2 separate regions of the Sus scrofa genome follow, and region 1 is linked to region 2. A link is a contact called in public Hi-C data. All regions are on one chromosome and are shown on one strand. The core of a region is the stretch at or near the end of the contact, and the rest is flanking DNA. Distances in the headings are between cores, read along the strand shown.

Region 1 (5,648 bases), core at 484-2,983, 81 kb after region 2:
ACTCGCAAAGACACATGCCTCCGATGTTCACTGCAGCACTATTTTCAATAGCCAAGACCTGGAAACAACCTAAATGTCCATCGACAGAGGAGTGGATCAAGAAGAGGTGGTACATATACACAATGGAATATTATTCAGCCATTAAAAGGAAAGAAATACCAGCATTTTCAGCAACATAGATGGACCTAGAAATTATCATGTTAAGTGAAGTCAGCCATACAATGAGACACCAACATCAAATGCTTTCACTGACATGGGGAATCTGAAAAAAGGACACAATTAACTTCTTTGCAGAACAGATACTGACTCAACAGACTTTGAAAAACTTGTGGTTTCCCAAGGAGACAGTTTGGGGGATGGGGAGATGCGCTGGAGTTGTGGGATAGAAATCCTATAAAATTGGATTGTGATGATCATTGTACAACTATAAATGTAATAAATTCATTGAGTAATTTAAAAAAAAGGGATGAAGCCTGGAGTGAAGTGACTCAGATTCATAATTCTAAAGATGGAAAGGGACTTATTGGGTCTATCCTCTTTTGAGGCTATGAACTCTTCTATAGCACTTCCAATAAAAGTTGACCTGTCTTGGCTAGTTTCCCTCTAGAAATAGAGAGCTTACAATCTTCAGAGAGGGTCTTTCCATCTTGGAGAGTTTGACCATTAGTAAGTTCTTCCTCAACCAGCTAAAATATTTCTCCGTAGCTTTTTCTCTGTGTTTTTCAGTTTTTTGCCCTGGTGAACAATACCAAAGCTTGATGCTGGTTGGATCTAGAGTGGGAAGAATCCTGAGAGAGGGACAGCCAAGTCTGACACAAACACCAGCAGTCTCAGGTACATGTCTGAGAGGAAGAGTTCCCTGGATACAGTGGAACATTAACTAATCGTATGGCTCCTTTCAGTTAGAAGAAGGGATATCATCACATGGTCTAGCCTAGTTTATTAGAATTCCACAACAGATTTTAGAACTAAAGTCTGGACCAGTAATGTCATATTTTGATAGTTTTGAGCATATCTGTCTTCTTTGGACTCCTCAATGCAAATAACTGAGCCATGGCAATTACAGAGTATATCTGGTTCCCCTGGGCAAATCTCATTTTCATATTACCTTCCAAACATAACTTCTGATATAGCATTTACACTGTACACCTTTTAGCTTACATAAATTGACCTTAAACTTACACAGGACATTCTTGGGCTCACACTGCACCTTCTCAGCTTCCTTTCCTAATTACCAGATGCCTTGCTGGCCTCATATCATGGCATCACCCATGTTTTGGGGCCCTCTACTTCTGATTTCCTCCTCTCCTTGTAAAAGCAGAAGCCCTTTAAGATCTCTGGCCCAATATTTATTTATCTAGCTCAGGGCCTGGTCAGGTTTCTTATCTACCAGAGTTTTCTTTGGAGAACAAGGTCTCCAACATCTTTACTGACATATTTTGAAAATGTATGCAAAACACAGAGGTTTTTCCCTTTCCTACCAATAGCCAGGGTATAAACATAACTTACCCAAACCTGCAAATCCTATATTTGCAGTTGCTTTTAATGATGTGAACCAGTTACATCCCAAGAGCTGTCTCATCCACACTGTCCTGCTCTAATGGTAGGTGCTAAGAAGCATAGCCATTGCCTAATTTTATGGAAGGAGCTAAGAAGTATACCCATTGCCTAATTTTTAGTCATCCTCAAGACAGCTTGGCAAAAAGCCTTAAGATTTCCTAATGGTTGGATACACCACATCTGGAGTTTGGGTACGTCTCAAATCCAGCCAACTGATGAGCAAGCATTATCTGGAGAAGCTCACTCCAGACCTCCTGAATATTTGTCAAGAAAGAAATAATGAAAACCTCACAAAGTACAAATCCTAGGAAGCAAAGTGTCTAACATTAAACTTTCCATTTATGTCTCAAAGCACTCACTGGAACAATGGGATTTGGTACAGAATTTGTATTGAATTTATTACTAATGGATCTTTAGAGGACATATGCACTGCCTGCTGTTGTCCAGATATTTTCTCAAGAAAGTTACCCTTCCTCTCTAGTACATACCAGTACTTATTGCTTTGGCCAAAAATCAAATCAGGTAAGGAAAGATTTGGTCTTCAAGTGATATTTGTCACTATTATAATGATAATAGTAATAGCTGATGACATAGCAGTTATCTGAATCCTAGGAATTTTATATGCATTGTTTTTAATTCCTACATCTCTAGGAAAATATATATTATTGGTGATAGCAATAAGATGTCAAGATATTTTGCTGATATCTCAAATCTATGAGTCCTTGATCACTGGTGTCAGACTGCCCACCTCAGTCTGACACCAGTCCTGCTAGCTCTATGAGCAAGGTACAAAAGGACAAAGCTTAATAATTACAGAGGGAGCTTTGGCAACAAAACTTCCCACCCTAATGAGAGGCTAGATGACATCTAAATCTTAAGGACTAACTTTGTGCTCCTAGATAGACAAAGTCCTACATGAAAAACCATCCTAGCTCATTCTAAGAGTTATCACAACAGTGAAAAAGAAGAACATACCCAAGAGAAAGAGCATAAAGGGATAGAATGTTTTCCTAATATCTAGTGCAATAGGCTTAAATTGCCCCCATGCTACCGACCCTTACAAAATTAATGGTAGGAGAGTACAGTCTTCTAAGCTAAAGTAACCCTCAACCCTGCCAACTAGAGCTACTGACATAATCTAAAAAGGAAACGGATCCAATACAGCATGCCATGAGGAAGGAAGAAATTTTTAAGGTTTTTCTTCCTCCTTTTGAAAGATTTTCTTGTTAGTACAGAAATGGCAAATTACTGAGATGCGTGCAGATGCTCACTGCTCCTGAATCATGGCCAACATCCCCGATCAATGACGGCTCTCATTCTTGCCAAACCTAGACTCTTTCTCAACATGATGCCCCAAGCAGTTATATTAGATGACTGGAATTGGCGAGTGTTTAAAATCCTTTTACCATAATTATCTTAGCACCTCAGTAGAGCAGTGCCTGTTCACCATATCAGAAAACTCCTGCTGTGGGTAGAGGGTATGAGAAGGTACTTTAGTTTTCCTTCCCAGAAGCTGGGGCCTCTAGCTAATATACCCCCATATTTTGGATCTCTCTTAAACTTAGGGATGTGGCCATAGGCCAGAAAAATCAAGAGTATCAATCCTTGTCTCTTTTATGTCCAGACCTGGAAGAAGTGAATGGGCAGCTCAGCCTATTTCCTTCATGATTACCTGCTAAATTAAGCCACATAATTTCACCTATTCTATATTCCTTTCAGAAAGTCACTTTGTATAATCAAGCTCACCAGACAGGATTATAGAGTATGCATAGAAGAATGAAGTAGGTCTCCTCATTCCCCCCCCCACCCCCATAAAAATAACATACATCTTGGATAAATGCCAGATCAGACAGGAAGTCAGGACAACAGGCATAAACTTGGACTTTCCTGAGACAACCTAGATGTAAGGTCACCTTATTCAAAAGTACCTCTAAGAAGAGTATGATATTAGTTCCACACCCACAGAATGTAGAAATCACAAGACTATCTCAGGATCAATGTGACTTCTCATTTTCCTCCACCCTAAAAACTAGACTAGAAGCAAACCAATTGGCTTTCTGGTCCAATTTCCCTACCTTCCAAATGAAGAAGACTCTGCCAGCCCTTAAAAAAAAAATACAGATGGCACATGACCTCCCAATAAGTAAAGCAGGATAGCCCCAGAAATGGAGAGAAGATGAAGCTAATCTCTGCCACTTAGATGTTCCTGGTTCTCAGAGGTGGACTCTAAGGAGGGTTCTAATCTCATTTAATCCCATGCCTTTATCTCCTGGAAGCTAGCATATGTCCTTGGTATTTGGCTTTAAGATAAGTTTGTGTTTTACAGATGCTGCAAGTGAGTCCTGGCACAGTTTCCCTTGTTGATCCTTTGGAACCTTGGAGAAGTGGAACTACATGAGAGAGTTCATCGTGGATGGACCCAACCTGTGACACAGGAACGTTTTACTGAAGCAGGAGATGCCTGCCTGTGGCTACCAAGGAAGAAACCTAGTTTCCATCCCAGCTTCTACAGCTCCTGTGACTCCCACAGCTAGAATCAAGGTACAAAAGGAGCTTTTGATGTAATTGGAGAATGTTTTTCTCTGTGGCAAAGGGGGACTGATTAAAACAGAAAGAGATGCAATAACTTACAGTGCAGTGGCAAGTGTGGGTGTTTCTGCTGTGATCATGGTTTCTTGCTTTCAGATGTCTGTTATATAGTCTTCAGCTTGTTAACCAGGTGGTTAATGTGAGACAGGACTTTTAAGCTTAGTGTGGAGAGTGTGGGGCATCATGAAAGAGGCATTTGTAAAGACCTTGAGAGTATGAATTTCCTGTCTCAATGGTCCATGTAGGACCAAGTGGGAGCAATGGAAAGGAAAAGAGAAGAAGCACTGCCAAAATAATATTAGGACTGTTGTAGTAATCCAAGGTTTTTCTTTCTTGCAGGGGACATCTATTCCCCTCATAGGTCTGGTCCTTGAACCCACTGGACGAACTGGAGATAAATAGAAATCCTGGTCTTTAGGTCTTGTCTGCTAGAGAGCAAGTCAAGGATGTGTTTGGATTACAGTTTTCCATGTAGACAGGCAAACCAAAAAATTCTGGTGTCTGAATAGCAGGCTCTGCTTAGACCCTCCTCTTTTTGCACCTTATTTTTTGAGGTTCCTGCTTCACGTCTTCCTCCCATTTCCTAAGTTAGAAGTGTCTAAGAAGCTGTTTGCCCTCCGCAGATGAGTGAAAACCAGAGTGTGGTAAGCAATGGAAGAGACTGTGAGTGGGTGGATTAGTCAGGTTGCCTTAAGCTTTAGGGAGGTGGCTAGTTTTCCCTGCTCCAGAGTTGGGCACAGCCTGAGGAAAGTGTACCCTATAGGTTAGTTAACCTGCTTCCAGTCAAGGATTCAAGCCAGGGGCTGAATGAAATTCTAGGCTCACACACCAGCCAGCCCAACTTTCCATGACATTCTATTAGGGTTTGGGGCCATGATTTTAATGGAGAGTGGATATCTGCCTGCCTTGGCTCATCCTTCAAAGACCACATAGGTCCAAGATCTAGAGGTTCCAGTCCTGGCTTTGTACAAAGCTAACCAATACCATCTTTAGTGTATAGGTAAGGTCATATGGCTTAGAAGTAGTGGAGCCAGGATTGACCCTTTCCCCCAACTCTTCATCCCATTACACCACTGGTCTGGGAATCAGGATGCATGCATTTCAGCCCTGTCTCTGCCACGTTCCATGGGATATCAGGGAAGCTCTCTCTTTAGTCTCAGTTTCCTCATCTGACAAAGGTACGGCTCATTCTAGGCCTTCTACAAATCTGACATTTAATGATTCACTACATTATCACCCACTCCTAATGTTCTGATTGAGGGACTTGGTATTTTTATCTTCTTCTCTTTTTTTTAAAGGCATCAAATCAGGAATTCAAGCCTGTAGCCAGTGAACTTTCCGCCCCCATTATGAGAAACAATCCTCAGAATCCCAAGGAAACCAGGTCCAGCACTTCCCCCAGGGGAGAATTCTGCATGCGCATAACTTATTCTGTCTTAAAAAAAACAAAAGTCTTGTGACGTCCTTCCCCCGCCCCAGTAAAGTCAGTGACTTGCAAC
Region 2 (5,558 bases), core at 2,204-4,703:
GGAAGACTCAGAAAATCTGAAGTGTAACTTTTGAAAAATGCTATTCATTCGCGGGCATGAGACAGGGTTGAAGGCAGTGGAGGGACCCCATAAATGCAGAGCATCAAGACTGGGTCATGTCACTGAAACCGAAGAAAGAGAGACAAGGGGAAGGGCTTGGTTAAAGCATCAAACCCTGTGGTTGCTCTCTTGGGTTTACTCATTCCTTCACCAAACATTTAGAACTGCCTTCTCTGTGTCTGACTGTATTTCAGGACATAGGGGTATAAACTCAGATCCAGCTCCTGCTCTTAGAAACACTTGATCTAGTGACGGAAAGAGATGCAAACACAACTGCCATTCATTTTAAGGCCTCCCTTAGATGTCTGGCTAAAGAACACCACTTAGAGCTCTCTATGTAGAGTAAAGGGAGATGGATTTCTGTTTACCACAAAGCTGCTTAAAGATGGAAGGAGGATATTTTGGAGGTACCAATTTCTCTGCCATCCAGGATGTTCAAAGCTTGCTGGATGCCCATTTGATGAGACTCATTTATGGCCTTTCTTCCAACCCTGAGTTAGGAAACAGATCCTCTGAGTCTGCTATTCTTTCCTTGTTTCTCCAGACTCTCAGGCAGCTGTGGCTATGAATTCTGCTTGAGGGATGTGTTTGTTGGGCAGGGAAGCAAGGAGAATAGCATCAAGTGACATAAGGGACCCTGCGGGAGGAGGCAGAGCTGTGCATTCTAGTTCCAGTTCCCTGTCCCTGACTCACTGCCAGACTCTGGGCATATCCTTCCCTCCTTTGGGCCTTAATGTCCCCTTCTGTACCATGGGGGCAGGGGAGATGTTGGACTAGGTTTCTCTGTGGTCTGTCCCACTGATTCTCATACTGACTCTGGGAAGGACCATTTTGTTTGCTTGTTCATTATAGCCATATTAAGATACAGTTCACATACCACACAACTTACTCATTTAAAGAGTACAATTCAATGGTTTTAGTGTATTCATAGAGTTGTGCAACCATAACCAATTTTAGAATATTTCCATCATCCCCAAAAGAAACTTCTTACCCTTCAGTTGTCAACTTCTGGCCTCCCTGGCTCTAGACAATCACCAATCTTTCTGTCTCTATGAATTTGCCTATTCTGGACCTTTCATGTGAATGGAATCATATGACAGGTGTTTTATTGTGTCTGGCCTTTTTTCCATGTAGCACATTTCCAAGGTTCATCTGTGCTGCAACATGTGTCACTATTTCACTCTTGTTTATTGCTGAATGCTGAATAACATCCCATTTTATAGAAATACCACATCTTATTGGGGTTGTTCCCACTTTTCAGCTGTTCTCAGTAATATTGCTATGAGCATTAGTGTACAGGTTTTTTTTATGTGGAGCCATGTTTTCAGTTTTCTTGGGTACATACCTGGGAGGGCAAGTTCTGCATGATTACTTCTCTGAACTTATGTCATGCACCACCTTTACACTCCCTAAGGTCCAGCCACAGTGGACCAAACCCATGCTTTCAAGGCTCCCCCCCCCACCAACTTTTGCCCACACTGTTCCCCCCCGAGAAGCTCGTCCCTCCCCCATCATTTTGGGTTAAAATCAGATGTGTTACTGAAATCCCAGCTCAAATGTCGCTTCCTCTACTGCTGCCTCTTGTAAGAATCATGTGACCCCATGAGTCTGTCTGATAACACTAGGCCTTTCCACTGTGGACTGAAGTTATTCTGTGTCTAGGTCTTATTATCTTCTTAGACTATACCCCTCCTAATTTTATAGAGACTTTGGTTTTTGGAGTCAGTTTTATATTCCAAATGCTTGCACATAGCAGAACCTGCATAATTATTTGACTATTTTCCATCGAGCATTTGATGTGCTCTGTTACTTAATGATTTTAAGGTGATACCTCTGTACCCTATGTGGCTATTGGGATCATGAGAGCCCTTCCCATCTTCTCAGAATGAAGACACATTCTCTAGGCAGCACTTAGGGAATAGGCCAAGCTGCCTTCTGTTTCTCTGGCCCACTCCCCTTGTTTCCAGGCTGACATGGGTATTTCAGCCTCTTCTTCACATTCCCCGCTAACACCTAGTGAATTACTCTGAAAAACAAGGTTGTGCATTTGGATCCCAACTTCTTTGAGGACTGCTTATGGCTTTGAAATTTATAAACATAGATAGCTGTCTTCCCAGATGACCTACCAAATCATAGTCCCCTAGAAAGCAGGGCTCAATTAGATGTTTAAGGCATCAGATAGTTAAATGGACTCGATGACTTCCCGCCCTGTGCAAGGTGGGCTATGGCCCTGACCAGTAGTCACTTGGTCTCAGATTGAACATTTCCAACAAGTAAACACCTTCTGCCCATGGCTACTTGAAGGGTGGGAAAGTTCTTCAAACTAAAATCTGCCTTCTTGGAGCTTGGCCCCTTGAACAACGACCTATCACTCCCTCTGTTCCAGCATAACCCTTCAAGTTTTAAAAACAGGAATGTGGCTTCTGTGCTTATTCTTATCCAGACAGGATAGCTCCAGTTCTTTCAGTAAGTAATCAATAGCTAATAAGAAACAATAAAAAAGAGATATTAAATAATCAATTAATAATAATACTTTCAAATAAGAAACATATCATAATACTACACTAAAAAGTGACAATATTAAAACTGCAGCCTTTAACATCTGATCCCCCAGCATTCAAAGTATACTGAGCATTGTGCCAAGCACTTTACCTAGATTAACTCTTTTGATCTCACAACAACCATATGTGGTAGGGATATGATGGATCCCATTTGACAGGCAAGGAAACCGAGACTTAAGAGTAACTTGACAAAACTCACCTAGCTAGGGTGGAGGTGAGTATTTTGAATGCAAGCAAGTCTTCTTCTTGAGCTCAAGGTCTAACTTGCATATGCTCAGCCTTATCACTGGGTCCTGCCAGGTGACCATGACCTTCTCCAGAGAGCTGTGGCTGGCCTTCTCCTCCGATGGTCAGGAGATATGTGTTACAACATGGACACTCCTAAATTGGGGTGTGAATCTGCATGAGGTCCTCTCCTTGCCTGAAGTTCTGTAACTTCATACAAAACAAGGAACTAGCTAGTCTATAAGGTTACCACTGGCTTGCAGTTTGAATGTTCCAACCTCCAACCTCTGAATGCACTGAACTCTTTCAGCCTCTGGTCCTATTGCCCAAAGTTTCTTCTATTTTCTATTGCTTGACAAAAAATTCCTCATTTTTTGAGACCTGGTTTGAAAAATGCTTCCTCTGTGCAGCCTTCCCTGAACCCTGGGGAAAGTCAGCTTTGTCAGCCTCTGTTTGCTAAACACTTGCATAAATATCTGCTCTGGTTTCCTCAGATGGATGGTGACTGTCTCAAGGATAGAGGTTTGTTTTTTCATTGTCGCAACCTCTGCACTTGGATGGACATCAGAATGGCCAAAAAGTCCTGGTACCATTTCACCGTCACATCTGCTAGATGGCGCTGCAGCCCACAGGAGTTTCACCCCAAGGTCCTGCAAAGCAGCTGGTCCTGCCAAGCAGCTGGTCCTGCCAGTAGGGGCGGTAGCCTTAGGCCAAGCTGGGAGACCACTTGGCTAGAAGCCCCGGAAAAGTACAAGCTTCTATTTTCTCCTCATCTGTTCAGTTTTGAGTGCTGCCTGGATTGATTCCTTTATATTTCCATTCCTGGAGGTCTAGGAGGGCAGAGATCACTCCCTCCTTCCCTTTCTCTGCTGCCTCATAGCAGGCGAATTTAGACCATTCCTTTCCTCTGTCTTTGGACTGTTCCATGTTTACTGTCCAGTGTGTGTATTATCTGCTGGGTTTTGCCATGTGTCATTCTCACCTACGCTCTGAAAAAGGAGGGGAAAGATAGAGTTTTGTCAGTATCTCTTGGTAATATTTCTGATCCAAATGAACTTCCATTTCTGATCCTTTCACTGTTTGAATCCATTTTAAAACCTTTTTCTATTTTCCTCTATCTTCTTTCCATTTTTTTCAGTGTCTCAGCACAACCTCTATGCCTTTCAATAGAAGGTTGGCAGTATGGTAGTGGTTAATGGCATTGAAACTGGGTTGCCTGGGTCTGAATCTTGCCTTTGCTACTTGTTGAATGAACTTGGGCAAGTTACCTCACCACTTGGTGACTCAGTTTTCTTATCTATAAAATGAAGATAGTAACAGTACCTACCCCCAAAGAATTATTGTGAGGATCAAATGGCTCTTAGTGCTTTAATTAATTAATTAATTAATTAATTTGGCCATGCCTGCGGCACATCCCATCTTTAGCCCCCAGAAGCCCTGGCATATGAGAGAAAAATTAAAATTGTGAAAGAAACAAATCTTGTTTTTCCTTTAATGATAAAAATAAGCTAAAATTATTATTTATAAGTGCTTACTCATTTTTTATTATTTATTTATTTTTTTAAGGGCTGCACCTGCGGCATTTGGAAGTTCTCAGGCTAGGGGTCGAATCAGAGCTGTAGCCACCAGCCTACACCACAGCCACAGCCACAGCAACATGGGATCCAAGCTGTGTCTGCAAACTTCACCACAGCTCACAGCAACGCCAGATCCCTAACCCATCAGTCAAGGCCAGAGCTTGAACCCATATCCTCATGGTTACTAGTTAGATTTGTTTCCACTGTGCCACAATGGGAAGTCCAACCGCTTACTCATTTAAATTGCTTCTAATTTAAAATTAATAATACTTAATGTTGGCTAGGGTATTAAATGCCTCATTTATTGCTGGTGGAGTATAAAATGGGAGACGCTTTCTGGAAGGCAATTTGACAATATGCAGAAAGAACCTGAGAAAAAGTTGACTCAATAATTCCACTGCTTTTTTTTTTATTCTGAGTGCTTGGATATGCACAAAGTTTTAAGTAAGTACAAGGGTGTTCATAACAGCAGCATTTGTCCTTTTGTTCCCCCTTTTCTTCTTTGGCTGCACCTGCAGCATGCAGAAGTTCCCAGTCTGGGATGGAACTTGCACCACAGCAGTGACCAAAGCTGCTGAAGTGACAGTGCTGGATCCTTAACCTTCTAAGCCACAAGAGAACTCCAACATTTATTCTTTTATTTTTATTTTATTTTCTTCCAGTTTTATTGAGATATAATTGACATACGGCACAGTATAAGTTTAAGGTGTGAAGCATAATGACTTGACTTATACACAAGTCATGAAATAACTACCACCATAAGTTAGTAAACATCTATCATCTCATACAGATATAAAGTTAAAAACAAGAAAAAAATTTTCCTTGTGATGAAAACTCTTTGGATTTTACCCTCTTGTCATTTTGCATATATAACATACAACAATACTAATTATATTAATCACATCATACATTACATCTCTAATACTTATTTGTCTTTTTACTGGAAGTTTGTGCCTTTTGACTATCTTCATCCAGTTCCCTCCCTACCCTACCCTCTAGTAACCATAAATCTGATCTCTTTTTCTGAGTTTGTTTTGTGAAGCATAATTGATCTACAAAACCATGTTAGTTCTTAGTACATAACACAGTGATACATTTCAAAATGATCACCATCAGCAGTATTTATTCTATTAAA

What was found. Hi-C and Micro-C count contacts between places; a contact is called where the count stands out from the background.
Region 1: a Hi-C map of adipocytes shows a contact between it and region 2, with 1.9 times the contacts expected there. The contact joins two enhancer-like sites. A contact is called at or near these places in 5 of 47 Hi-C or Micro-C datasets (adipocytes, embryonic fibroblasts, psoas muscle and 1 more).

The regions. Positions count from the first base shown.
Region 1 is chr1:241,109,633-241,115,280 of Sscrofa11.1, forward strand. No RefSeq gene overlaps it. Among named protein-coding and RNA genes, the nearest start is that of SEC61B, 130 kb to the left of the region's middle. Within about 2 kb of position 1,734, at least 2 of the 83 cell types and tissues checked have an H3K27ac peak or open chromatin away from gene starts, as enhancers often do.
Region 2 is chr1:241,026,703-241,032,260 of Sscrofa11.1, forward strand. No RefSeq gene overlaps it. Among named protein-coding and RNA genes, the nearest start is that of SEC61B, 44 kb to the left of the region's middle. Within about 2 kb of position 3,454, at least 1 of the 83 cell types and tissues checked has an H3K27ac peak or open chromatin away from gene starts, as enhancers often do.